Linked DNA regions of Zea mays: region 1 is linked to region 2. The links are chromatin contacts, called in public Hi-C maps. All regions are on one chromosome and are shown on one strand. Each heading gives the region's core, a stretch centred on a gene start, on an enhancer-like site or on the middle of the called end of the contact. The rest is flanking DNA. Distances are from core to core; before and after follow the strand shown.

Region 1 (6,520 bases), core at 3,889-6,388, 200 kb before region 2:
TCTGGTATCAGTTAGTAACTTGATATAATTATTATCTATTATATTATTCTATCACTAGATTAATCTTCTCTTGTCTCATGGTTGTAAATCAGTAAATGAGGTTTTCACTAAAAAAGTTCCATTGTCAGATTACTTTGCTAGGTAAATTATGTCTGGTTTTGTTTTAAATTGTCTTTGCTCTTGCCATGCTGTTTCTTGTTTAAATCATTAATTGTTATGCTCATTGTAACTTGTCATTCTTTTCATCTTTGCTACTATCTTTTTTCAGGCGATTGCAGCTTCTGCGTTTGCCTTCATAGGTCTAGGTTTTGCTATCCTGCTTATATCAGTGCTTGCAGTGGTAATCTTATGGTTTTATGGAAGTTTTTGGACGACCACTTGTGTAATGATTCTTGGAGGTCATATTCTGCAACTTATTCATATTTTATTTCGGATGTATTTCAAATTTACAGTTTGTAAATGCAGTATTACTTGATTACTAAATCATGACATCCCTTGTTTCCAAAATGCAGGTGTTCTCTTTTTCTTGAAACGCGAAAGAATAACTCTTCTTGTTGCCTGTTTATATTCGATGTATTGCGCGAGATGCTATGTTGGATGGCTCGGATTGCTTTTGGGCCTCAACTTATCTTTCTTTTCTAGTGATATTCTAGTGCAGTTCCTAAGGGACAATGCAGACAATAAAAAATTCAATGGTTCTTCAAGGTACTCAGAGCGAAGCTCTGGTAGACAAGGCAATATCTTTGAAGAATTTCAGCCATCAGCAAATAGCACCTACCAAGCCAGATATGCTCGAGCTTCAGATCGAGATCCTGGTGATCCTTCAACAAGTGGACCTGAGAAAGAGCTTACCTCTGAAGATGAAGTGGCTCGTTTACTGAACTGCACTGACCACTATTCAGCATTAGGTTTCCGTCGATATGAGAACATAGATGTATCATCTCTTAAGAGAGAATACAAGAAAAAGGTGATGCTAAAAGATGAACTAAAGCATTATTTTGCACGTGTCACCTTTCAGTTTAAATTAATGTTTTTCAAAGTTGTGACATGGTAATCATTGTTAACAGTGATTACTGATTTTGCAGGCTATGTTAGTCCATCCTGATAAGAATATGGGCAATGATAAAGCTGCTGATGCATTTAAAAAGCTTCAAAATGCATATGAGGTTTGTATATTCCTTGTCAAGATAATCATTGATCCAATCACGGCGTATCTTTGTTATGGTCATGTATATTATGAGTTTCCTAAATGCACAGATTCTTCTTGATTCACTGAAACGCAAGACATATGATGATGAGTTGAGGAGGGAAGACCTCTTGAACTACTTCAGGCAGAGTGTTTCTCAAAAGGTCTTACTAGATTTCTTTTATGATTGCCATTTATGCTTTGTTAAACTTTTGTATATGTCCATTCTTGACTTTGAGGTAGTTCAAGCATGCATTCTTAAAGCTACCTGCAACTACCGCTGGCCTGTTAGGCTGTTACAGTTTGATCAGTGAGGACTGTAGTAGGGAAACTGGTTACTTTCAGTAGACTGAAAAATCATCCAAATTTGGAAAAGTTTGGAACTAGTTTAGTTTTGGAGTGTTCTCATTTTTAAAATCATCCAAATTTGGACAAGTTTGGAACTAGTTTAGTTTTGGAGTGTTCTCATTTTTAGGTGCATTCATGGATTTACATTATATCACTGGGCAAGTTTGGAACTCAATGTTCTTCCAAGTATCACAAAAGAGGATTACATTGAATGAAGTCACCTACTGGCGTAACCAAATTAATATTTGGCTCTGGTCATTTGTGGACGTGCAACTCAATTTTACATATGGTCACAATCAGCAATGGAGTACTTAAATTTCGAAAACATTACCCATAAATGTTCATGGACAGCCATTAAAGTTGAATTTATCCAGGAATTATATAGTTTATCAGTTATCACTAGTGTTTTCAGTTGCACGTGTTAGTGGGTTTGTTTGTTAGACGAAAACATTGTTACTTCTAGAGTTCTAGGTGTCCTCAAACACCGCTCTAAACAGTTCTTGGTTTCAATGGGAATTTGGGAGCAGCTTGTTCAATGTATCTTTCAGGAAAGTTTTGCTGGATCCTGGAATAGTTTTATCCGACATATCATGGGTCCATTTTTGTTTACTGCATTGTGCTTATTTGTTAAGTGCTGTTGAAAATTAGTTAATTTTTTTCATAGACGATTAGGATGTTGAAATAAGTCTAGATAAATCCTGCTATAAAACTGTATTTTTTTTGTCTCACGTTTGTATTTTTTGTCAAACTTTATAAAAACACAAAATTTTATTGTTATAAGGTTCATTCACTGAAGGATACCTATAAGATAAAAAATCTGACATCGAAAGACATTATCTATAGACTAAGGTGGATTTCGTTTTACTTGTACTTATTATGCTATGAGGACCGGGTGCTAGCCCGAGTGGTGGAGGTGGTGTTGCCCTTTCACCAGGTCGGGGGTTCGAACTCCCGATTTTTCAAAAAAAAAATCCCCTCGCTGTCCCTTGCCCGCTCTCGGGGAGCGTCTCGGCTGTGGCTCCTCGGGCCTGGGTGGGCCTTTGCAGTGTGGACAGCCTGAGACGGCCCGTTAGTGACGGGAGGGCAGGGTTCGGGGGTTTTCTGGCCGGGACCATGGTTCGGTTTCTTTATTAGAAAACCGGGAGGGCGGTATTTCCCTCCCCGGCCCAGTTTTTTTTAGTTATTATGCTATATGTTGCATGGAAACTCTACTGTTGAATGTGCAAACATTGGACCATCCTGTTTGTTGCTTTATTTTATCTTTTGAAAGGGTTTAATTCATCACATTTCTGATTGGCATGATTTCTCTGATTCTTCTAGAATGGAAGAAACAGTACTTTCCAACATGGGTTCAGCCCTTCAGAAGGTGTTGATGAAGGTCCTTATGGTCTTTCCAGAAGAATAGCTTGTAAAAAGTGCAGCGACTTTCATCTTTGGATTTATACTGGAAGAGCTAAATCACAAGCTAGATGGTGTCAGGTGCTTTCTTTTGAGTTTTGACATGTGAAATGGGTGATTTCTATTTTCTAATACCGTGCTAGTAATAAATGACTTAAATTAACTAACTTGTTTTCTATATTCCAGGACTGCAAGGAGTTCCATCAAGCTAAAGATGGCGATGGATGGGTTGAACAGTCCTTTCAACCTGTTCTATTTGGCATGCTGCAGAAGGTAAATGCAAAATTATTTGATCTTGCTTTTTAAAAACATAAACTTCTTTTCAGGAAATAAAGTGATGTATTTGTGCACCACTTCTAGAGCAGTTATATGCGTCAAGCATAAGACCTACATGCATATGTTGTGACTGACATGATATGATGTATTCTGTTTTGCAGCCTGATTTACCTCATGCATATGTTTGCGCAGAAAGCTACATATTTGATGTCACTGAGTGGTTCAACTGTCAGGTGATTCAGATTTTTTTCAATAAAAAATCAGATCTGTTTTTTTTGCACAAACATTTGCTTTTTCTGCATGAAGGGTCATCATTATTACTTTGTTACCCTCTCTGTTGTTTGCAAACACATACAGAGGTGTAAAAACTCTGGCTCTGCTTTGTTCGCAGAAAGAAGTTTCTCTTTTCTCGAACATGAAAGCAGACAGAGTAGTAGTGGATACGTGATTTGATATTTGAGAATTTGTTTTTCCAGGGAATGAGATGCCCGGCGAACACTCACAAGGCAACCTTCCATGTCAATGCCAACATGGCAAAGCAGAGCAGTGGCAAGGCGAGTACCTCAACGCAGAGGGCTGGTAAGGCCCCAAGTGGTGTAAACATGGATGGAGGAGGACTCAACGAGGAAGAGTTCTTCGAGTGGTTCCAGAATGCAGTCAACTCTGGAATGTTTGAAACTACATTCGGGGCACAAGGCGACCCGACTTCTCCTGGTAACGGAAGCAATGCCAAGAGTAGCGGTAGCAGCAGCAGCAACAACAATAGTAGGAAAAAGAAGAAAGGAAAGAAACAGTGGTAATCAAAGCAAAGCAGGCTGGGGTCTGGTGATCACTTCTCGGGGCAGAGAAAAAAAGAAACAAACAGAATAAGCGTTTTGGGTATGTAAATACAACTCGGAAAAATCGGTCCCTGGCTTAAATGGTTCCTAACGAGAGGCCACTGTAAATCCTTGTTCATCATGGGGTGCTGACGGCTGTTAAATGGCCATTATAAATCCTGGTTCATTATGTTGTCGGATCTTAATATATCGTCCTGGCCCTCGGTAACTTGCTAGCAAAAAAAATGTTATAAAGCAAGTTACTACGAAACAAGAATTTGCAAGATTAAAGATAGTTTTTTTTGACTGTCATGGGGAATCCCTACCTGGATTTCATTGATTCTAGCATGGCTAAGCCACGCCTCAACGACCTTGTTTTTAGGGGAATGGGGAAATGAGGCAAAACGCTTACATAATGTTGTGGTAGACTACAAATTACAGACAAACAAGAATTTGCAGTAATTATGAAACGAGAATTTGCAAGCAAGTGTGTTATCGAATAATGAGAGACGAGGTTTTGCATAGGTATTAGTCTCATAATAATATAAAGCTTGCAAAAAATGTATATCAAAGCTAGTTGTCAAAGCATGTGAAAATATTAATGGAAACAATCTAGTTCAAGTAGAAAAAAAATGCAAATGGAAATAATATTCAATTTGTGATTGAAAGCACTGACAATGCATTTTAAACTTTAAATGATGAAAATAGCAAGAAAGTCTTTTGAGGTACAAAAGGTGAAGGACAAGTAACGACTTGATAACCGATGAACCTAGATAAAAGTAAAGGAATAAGTTTATTTGCATTCAATCGAGACACTAATCCAGTGATGTATGTCAATTTGGAAAATCAACTCAAAAGGTTTAATTGACTTCAAACCTTGGCACAAGTCAAATGTTCAAAATGGACATTCTAAAAAATATCAAGTGATGAAGACCCTTAGCTATGCGTGAACAAAGTGGCAAACGATTTGAATTGAAGAGATTTAAATCTTTTATATTTAATCTTGCAAGTAAACTTTAAAATTTCTCGCTGTTTTTATCCCCAGTAACCTCTCGCGGTTCACACCTAATCATGCACGAATCTTAAGGCCCGGATGTAGGAATAGAAGCGCACGGCCATCTCGTCAGCCGCCTGTGGCACAGTGCACACACTCGTCTCATCGGAGAAAAGTAGATCCGGATTAGGGTTTTAGACGGCGATGGGTGCGGCGGGCGACGAGAAGGCTGCGGTGGCTGCGGCCGCTGCGGCCGCGGGGGCCGGTGCCGCCGAGGGCGAGGGCGCGGTGGACTCCAAGGACCTTCAGCAGCAGAGCAAGGCGCTCGACAAGCTCACTGATCATGTCGAGGACCGGCAGCTCGATTCATCCCGTGTCCAATCCGTACGTTTAATCTCCTCCTTCCCGCCCTCTGCTTCCTCTGTGGTTCTCTAGTGAGGAATAGCTGGAGGATGTGGCCGTCCATCAGGCATCGGTGGTTTCAGATTTCGTGCAGTTTACCTTCTTTGCGGAGATGTCATGTTTCACCTAAAGTTTTCCCTGTAAATTTACCTGAATCGTGATATAGCTAGCTCATGTGCAATTTTGCTTGTTTGAATCCTGATACATCAACGAAACATATACTGCGTTAAGTAGAGCTAACAAAACGTGTTGTTCAGTGCAAAATCTCGTATCAGTACTACTGCCATTGCCAGTGGCGGGCCTAGGATTTGAAACTAGGTAGTCAAGGATAATTTTTTTTGATACGTAATAACATGTATATTTTGGTACCACACATATATAATTTCTATCAATTAAATGAGCAGAAAATAACCAAAATATCTCATAATGCATTTAAATCATCAAATTAGGTTGCAAGTCGTATAGATTTGTTTCCTTGGGTCTAAACGCTGAGAAGTAGTTTGTTTTTAGACCAAATTCTAGGGTAGTTGGCTGCCTACAAAAACTAACCGCTGGTTCCACCCCTGGCCATTTCACGTAAGAATCGGCTGCTACACGAGTAGGAAGTCTAACTTCCATTGCACTTACGAATCAACTGCATCACGAATGGGAGTCTAACGCTATTTTTATATTACTACAAATGGAAGCAAGCACATGAACATCTCATAATTTCCGAATGGCTATTGTACCAGGACCCATGATATTTCTTAGGAGGTCCTGTTTGCACGTCAATCTGTGCTAACCTTCTTTAAGTTTCCTTCCCAAAATAAACTAGTAATGCCATGCCGTGGTATGTACCAGGACCCATGATATTTCTTAGGAGGTTCTGTTTGCACGTCAATCTGTGCTAACCTTCTTTAAGTTTCCTTCCCAAAATAAACTAGTAACGCCATGCCGTGGTATGTACCAGGACCCATGATATTTCTTAGGAGGTTCTGTTTGCACGTCAATCTGTGTAACCTTCTTTAAGTTTCCTTCCCAAAATAAACTAGTAACGCCATGCCGTGGTATGTACCAGGACCCATGATATTTCTTAGGAGGTTCTGTTTGCACGTCAAT
Region 2 (5,994 bases), core at 621-3,120:
ATTTGGTCAGGGTTGCTTCTTGGCGAAGACGGGGCCTCGGGCGAGCCGGAAATATATTCGCCGCTGGAGGGGGGCCTCGGGCGAGACGGAAATCCTCCGGGGCCGGCTGCCCTTGTCCGAGGCTAGGCTCGGGCGAGGCGTGATCGAGTCCCTCGAATGGACTGATCCCTGACTTAATCGCACCCATCAGGCCTTTGCAGCTTTATGCTGATGGGGGTTACCAGCTGAGAATTAGGAGCCTTGAGGATACCCCTAATTATGGTCCCCGACAAGTTTTAAATGACTAATGGACCAATTAGAATAGACCAGCTATTATTTGTTAGCCGTTCATACCAGCTAAAACCAGTTAACAATATATTAACCGACTAACAATTAGCTCTAGAGGTTAGCCTCTAAAACTATTAGAGTTTAAAATGGATTAGCTAATGGACCAATCAATTATTAGCTAGCTATACATTTTAAATAGCCATTATTAGCTAAACCAGCTACTCCTTCCGTCCTAGAATATAAGGCTAACTACTTTTTATTTTTATCTCATAATATAAGACATGATCTCTCTAAACATGGTTACATCGATGCAGTAATATAGAAAGAATTAAATACATTTATTGATATTTATATACTGGAACGAAAGGAATAATATCTAAGGCCATTTTGAGTGAGAGTTTCATTCTCATTAAATGACATGCCATCTAAGCAAACAGAATGATATGCCATGTAATTTAATGAAGAGATATATGACCGAGTTTTTCTTGGATAAATATTGAAATATCAAGTATAATAAGAGTATATTGAAATGCTAAAGTGAAGGAGAAAGAAGATGGGAGAGCGAGGAAGCGAACCGTAAACTTATAACCAGATTAGGCTATCTTTAGCATATCTAGAGATGACAATGTATAGGGTATGAGTAAATAACTGTGGATAATTATCCATTGGATATTAGTATGGTGGAATTTGATATCTGCAGGTATGATTATGGATATAATAAGGTATTCGCGGATAATTTTTTCTCGAGTATAGATATATAGTATCCATATCCGTTACCCAATGAATATCTTACATGTGGGCCATCCGAATTTAATATATTATCATAAATTCTCATTTTTCAATTTTTATCCATGACATGTTTGGTGCTGAAATCATTATTTGATGCTGCTGGAATGATAATTATTTTGAAATGTGATAAAAATATTGTTTGGTGTTGAATGCTAAAATTGTAGTGGGCGGACGGGTAACGGGTATCTATCAGATAGTGGATACCCGGCGGGTACGAGTATGGATACGAATCCATACCCACGAACGTTTATGGATACAAGTATGTGTTGAGTTTTGTCTCGCGGGCATGGATTCACGAACTATATATTAGTGTACTACCCGCCCGATTGCCATCCCTAAGCATATCCCATATTTCAAACTTCTCTCTTCAATCAGTGTCAAACATTACCATATATAGTTCCACGTCTCTTATTTTTCACGTTCTACTAGAGACAGTTTTAGTCAAGTAGGTCATATATCAAGAGTAAAGAGCTAACTATTATAGCTAAGGATGAGCTATATTATATTTAAATTCATACCTTTAGTTTTGTCATCTTCCTCATTTTTACTATTAACTATATTTTTTACTTAGTTTTGTCATTCTGTTTTATAGCAATGGAAAGGCAAAATTGAGAAAACCATATTAAGAGTAAAAATGAGGACACCAACAAAACTAACCACTTTATAAAAAACCATATTATTAACCTTGTTTGAATGCCAGTGTTAGAAACACTGCAATAAAATCCTCAATTAAAAATGACCTAAGAACTGTTGCCGGGGCCTCAGGCATCCGCGTGCCTTCCGCGCTGACCTCACCCACACCGCGAAGCCCAACCGAATCGGAATCCAACCCAACCCTCCTCAAAGCCTCGCCTCCCAACTCTAGAGAATCCAAATTTGACAAGGACAGGACTCGACTCTACCGCGCCGCCATGGCGCTGCTGGTGCGCGCGCGGCTGTCCCCGCTGGACGACGACGACGACGCGTCCACGGCGTCCTCGCTCTCCTCGGCGGCCTCCTCCCCGCCGCTCTCGCCCGCGGCCGCCTCCACGCCGCTACCGCTGTACGCGCGCGCCGCGGTGCTCGTCGCCCCGCGGATCGCCGCGCAGCTCTCGTCCACGGAGGAGGACGTCAGCGAGTCCTTCGATGACACCACCAGCTCCGGCGAGGACGTCGACCTGCCGGAGGAGGTGTCCAACGGCTTCTTCTTCAGCGTCGCCAGGGTGCCGCCGACGCCGACGTCCGAGGACCCGATCCTGGTCCCCGGCGGCGGGGTGGCGGGGATCGCCGCTGCGGAGGCGCCCGAGGCCGAGGGCGGGGACGGCTTGGGCGCCGCGGAGGAGCCGCTGGAGGGGGGCATCTTCGTGAGCGCCAAGAATGGGTTGGATGGCGTCGAGGGTTCGCTGGGTGGCAGCTTCCTCAAATCTGGGAGCTGCATTGGCGCGCACAACGGCGGGGAGGCTGCTGCGTCAGGTGATTCGGTGATCGTTTCAGATGGCACCGTGCTGAATGAGGAGGATGATAAGCAGGGGGAGCAGGCTGTCAATGACGCGGCGTCTGGGCCTTTACTGATGCCTGTTGCTGGGGTAGATGGCCTCGTCATTGTGGATGCTTTGGAGGGGATGCTTGATCGTGAGGCTGCTGAATCGCTTCCTATTCCCAGTGCTACTGCTACTGGTACAGAAGGAGAGGAGGCTGCTGCCGAGCTTCGCAGCGATGCAGTAGGTAGTGCAGCCAAGCTTGATGCTAGTCCTGAATATGCTGCCACAGGAGATGTCATATCTGATGCCATGCAAGTTCTTGATAGTGTAGATGATGAAGCTGATGGTGATCATGAAGGTTCCGACGATCTTACATCCATGCCAATCTCTTCAAGTGACTATGCTGTGGAACTTGCAAAAGAACTGGAGAACAACGTGCCTACTTCCATAGGCGCACGCTTTGTTGCGGATGATTCAGATGATGCAGAGATCAACGGTGATGATGAATATGAAGAAGAGATGAATGGAAAGGAGAACGAGCTTTTTGATCATACAGCTTTAATTGAGCTTCTAAGAGCTGCAAGCAGCTCGCCTGAACAAGGCAAGGCCAAGGTTTTCCCAGTTGAATCTTCTGAACCTAGGGATCTGCCTCCCACTTTAGCCAGCAATGCTAGGATGAACGTGGCTTCTGCTCCTGTGCCACAAGCAATCGCTGACCCTGAGAAACAGATGACCGATGAGGAAAAGAAGATTTACGGAAAGGTGGACATGGCACGAATCAAATACATGCGTCTTGTTCATAGATTGGGGTATGATACTAACCATCAGGTACCAGTACAAGTGTTGTTTCGGCTTAGTCTTGTTGAAAGTTTCAGGTGCGTAAGGATGACAAACCATTCCTCAGAGATCGAGAATGCCTGGAAGAGGGCTTTGCAGCGTGAGGCAGAGGGAACTGAGAACCTTGAATTCTCCTGCAATGTTTTGGTCCTTGGGAAGACTGGAGTTGGGAAAAGTGCAACAATAAATTCCATCTTCGGGGAAGATAAATCCAAAACAAATGCTTTTCTACCGGCAACATCATCTGTGAAGGAGATTAATGGAGTTGTTAATGGTGTTAAGTTTCATGTCGTCGACACCCCTGGGCTTGGGACTTCAGCCGAGGATGAAAAATCAAATAGGAAAATGCTCAATGCTGTGAAGAAGTATATGAAGAGATGCCCTCCAGATATTATTCTGTATGTTGATAGGCTTGATACACCGCGGGAGGAGGCAAATAGCCTATCCCTCTTGCGATGCATTACCAGTGTGCTAGGCCTGTCAATATGGCCCAGAACAATTATTACTCTCACTCACTCAGGAGCAGCTTCCCCTGAAGGCCCTAATGGTTTGGAAGTGAACTATGATATGGTTGTGTCTCGTCGAACTCATGCCATTCAGCAAAGCATCCGGCAGATAACTAATGATCCTCAAATTCAGAATCCTGTGGCTCTTGTGGAGAACCATCATCTGTGTCGGAGGAACGCAGAAGGTGAAAAGATGCTTCCTGATGGCCTTATCTGGAGGCGGCTCCTCCTCCTCCTATGCTTCTCACTAAAGATGATTGCTGAGATTGACAGTCTCTCAACCCGCCGTGCTTCTTCTGCAAGTTTCTTAGGCCGCCTTCTCCAAGTGCCTCCAATTCCTTACTTCTTATCATCTTTGTTGAAATCTAGAGAGCACCCTAAGCGTTCCAATGACCATAATGTTGTGAGTGTGGACTCAGATTTTTACCTAGATGAATTGTTGAATGGGGACCAAGAGGATGAAGATGACTATGATCAACTTCCTCCCTTCAAGCCACTAAGTAAATCCCAGGTTGCAAAACTCTCCAAGGAGCAACAGATTTTGTATTTTGATGAATCTGATTACCGAACTAAGCTGCTTCAGAAGAAGCAGCTGAAGGAACAGCTCAAAGGATTTAAGGAAATGAAGAAGAAAGAGGGTGATGATAATGATATACTTTCTGATGATGATCATCCCGATGATGGATATGATACAGATAGATATCCTATGCCAGAATGGACCTTGCCATCTTCATTTGATTCTGATGATCCTGTGTACCGCTATCGTTGCCCTGTGTCTACACCAAACCTTCTGGTGCGTGCTGTTTACAATCCTGATGGATGGGATCATGATTTTGGATTTGATGGTGTGAGTGTCCAACACAGCCATGATGTTGCTAACAAATATCCAGCATCTCTGTGGGTTCAAGTTAACAAGGACAAGAGAGAGTTTACCATCCATTTGGATTCCTCAATGTCAGTTAAGCATGGAGATTATGCCTCGAGCCTGGCAGGCTTTGACATCCAAACAATTATGAACCAGCTTTCTTACACCCTCAGAGGGGAGACCAAATTTAAAAACTTCAAGAAAAACATCACTACTGGTGGTTTATCCATGACCTTTTTGGGAAATTCCATGGTGGCTGGAGCAAAGCTTGAAGACAAGCTTTTAGTTGGTAACAGGTTAACACTATCAGGCAACACTGGTGCTGTGTCCATGAGAGGTGATGCTGCATATGGAGTGATTATGGAAGCAACTCTTCGTGAAAAAAGCTATCCTGTAGGTCAAGGCGTTGCCACTTTGGGTGCATCCTTAGTGAAATGGCATAAAGAGTGGACCATGGCCGCAAATTTGGATTCCCATGTCTCTGTTGGAAGGTCTTCAAACATGTCAGTTCATGTTGATGTAAACAACAAACTAACTGGACGGGTCAGCATCAAGGCCAACACTTCAGAACAGTTGAACATTGCCCTTTTAGGTACATGTTCAGTGATAATGTATGTGTGGAACAAGATGCACCCTAGTGCAGATCCTAATGCTGAGTAGCACTGGTTAGTATGACAATTTTGAATTCTTAACATTTTGTATCTTTTCCTTGTTCCTTCTGTTTTTCTACTTGTTATAACAACTACTGTTGAAGCTTGTTAGTCATTCCTCCATTCAGTCTCTTCCCTGTGCCTTCCACACCAATGTTTGGCTATTGTATTTCATGTATACTTTGTTTGTTGTAGTAAGTAGAATAGTTTACCTGTTGGATACCAGTCATATAGTCGTCCTTGTTCGTTAAATATGTTTGTATTTACAAAAAATGCATATACACATATAGATCCAAGAACAAATATTAGATATCTCATATATGAGCCTTTGTTCAGCTGGCTAAGGAACTGTGAAGGGCTAAATGTCTACTAAGAAACGAATACTAATTATATTGGGATGAAAGCAAGTATAATAAGATGATGTAGGTGGATTGTAAGAGATGTCACGTCAGATTTATGATGATGTGTAAGAAAGAAAAATAGAGAGAGAAGGAAAGTAGACTGCCACTAGTAAACTCGGCCGGGGAGGGAAAGACCGTCCTCCCGGTATTTCATATAAGAAGAGACCGAAACAATGGTCCCGGCCGAGAAAATCCCCGAACCCTGGCCCCCCATCACTA

What was found. Hi-C and Micro-C count contacts between places; a contact is called where the count stands out from the background.
Region 1: a contact with region 2 is called in a Hi-C map of leaf, with 5 times the contacts expected there. The contact joins the promoter of LOC100281726 here to the promoter of LOC100381654 in region 2. A contact is called at or near these places in 2 of 25 Hi-C or Micro-C datasets (both in leaf).

The regions. Positions count from the first base shown.
Region 1 is chr5:2,136,659-2,143,178 of Zm-B73-REFERENCE-NAM-5.0, reverse strand. It overlaps LOC100281726, which reads left to right and starts at 5,138. Exons shown (of 4, transcript NM_001291541.2): 1 at 5,138-5,404. The coding sequence starts at 5,225. It overlaps LOC103625739 (Chaperone DnaJ-domain superfamily protein), which reads left to right. Exons shown (of 10, transcript XM_008646140.3): 3 at 269-398; 4 at 513-967; 5 at 1,086-1,166; 6 at 1,258-1,350; 7 at 2,855-3,013; 8 at 3,119-3,205; 9 at 3,370-3,441; 10 at 3,685-4,338. The coding sequence ends at 4,008.
Region 2 is chr5:1,935,507-1,941,500 of Zm-B73-REFERENCE-NAM-5.0, reverse strand. LOC100381654 (Translocase of chloroplast 159 chloroplastic) reads left to right here and starts at 1,870. Exons shown (of 2, transcript XM_008645727.4): 1 at 1,870-5,389. The coding sequence starts at 1,968. The coding sequence ends at 5,384.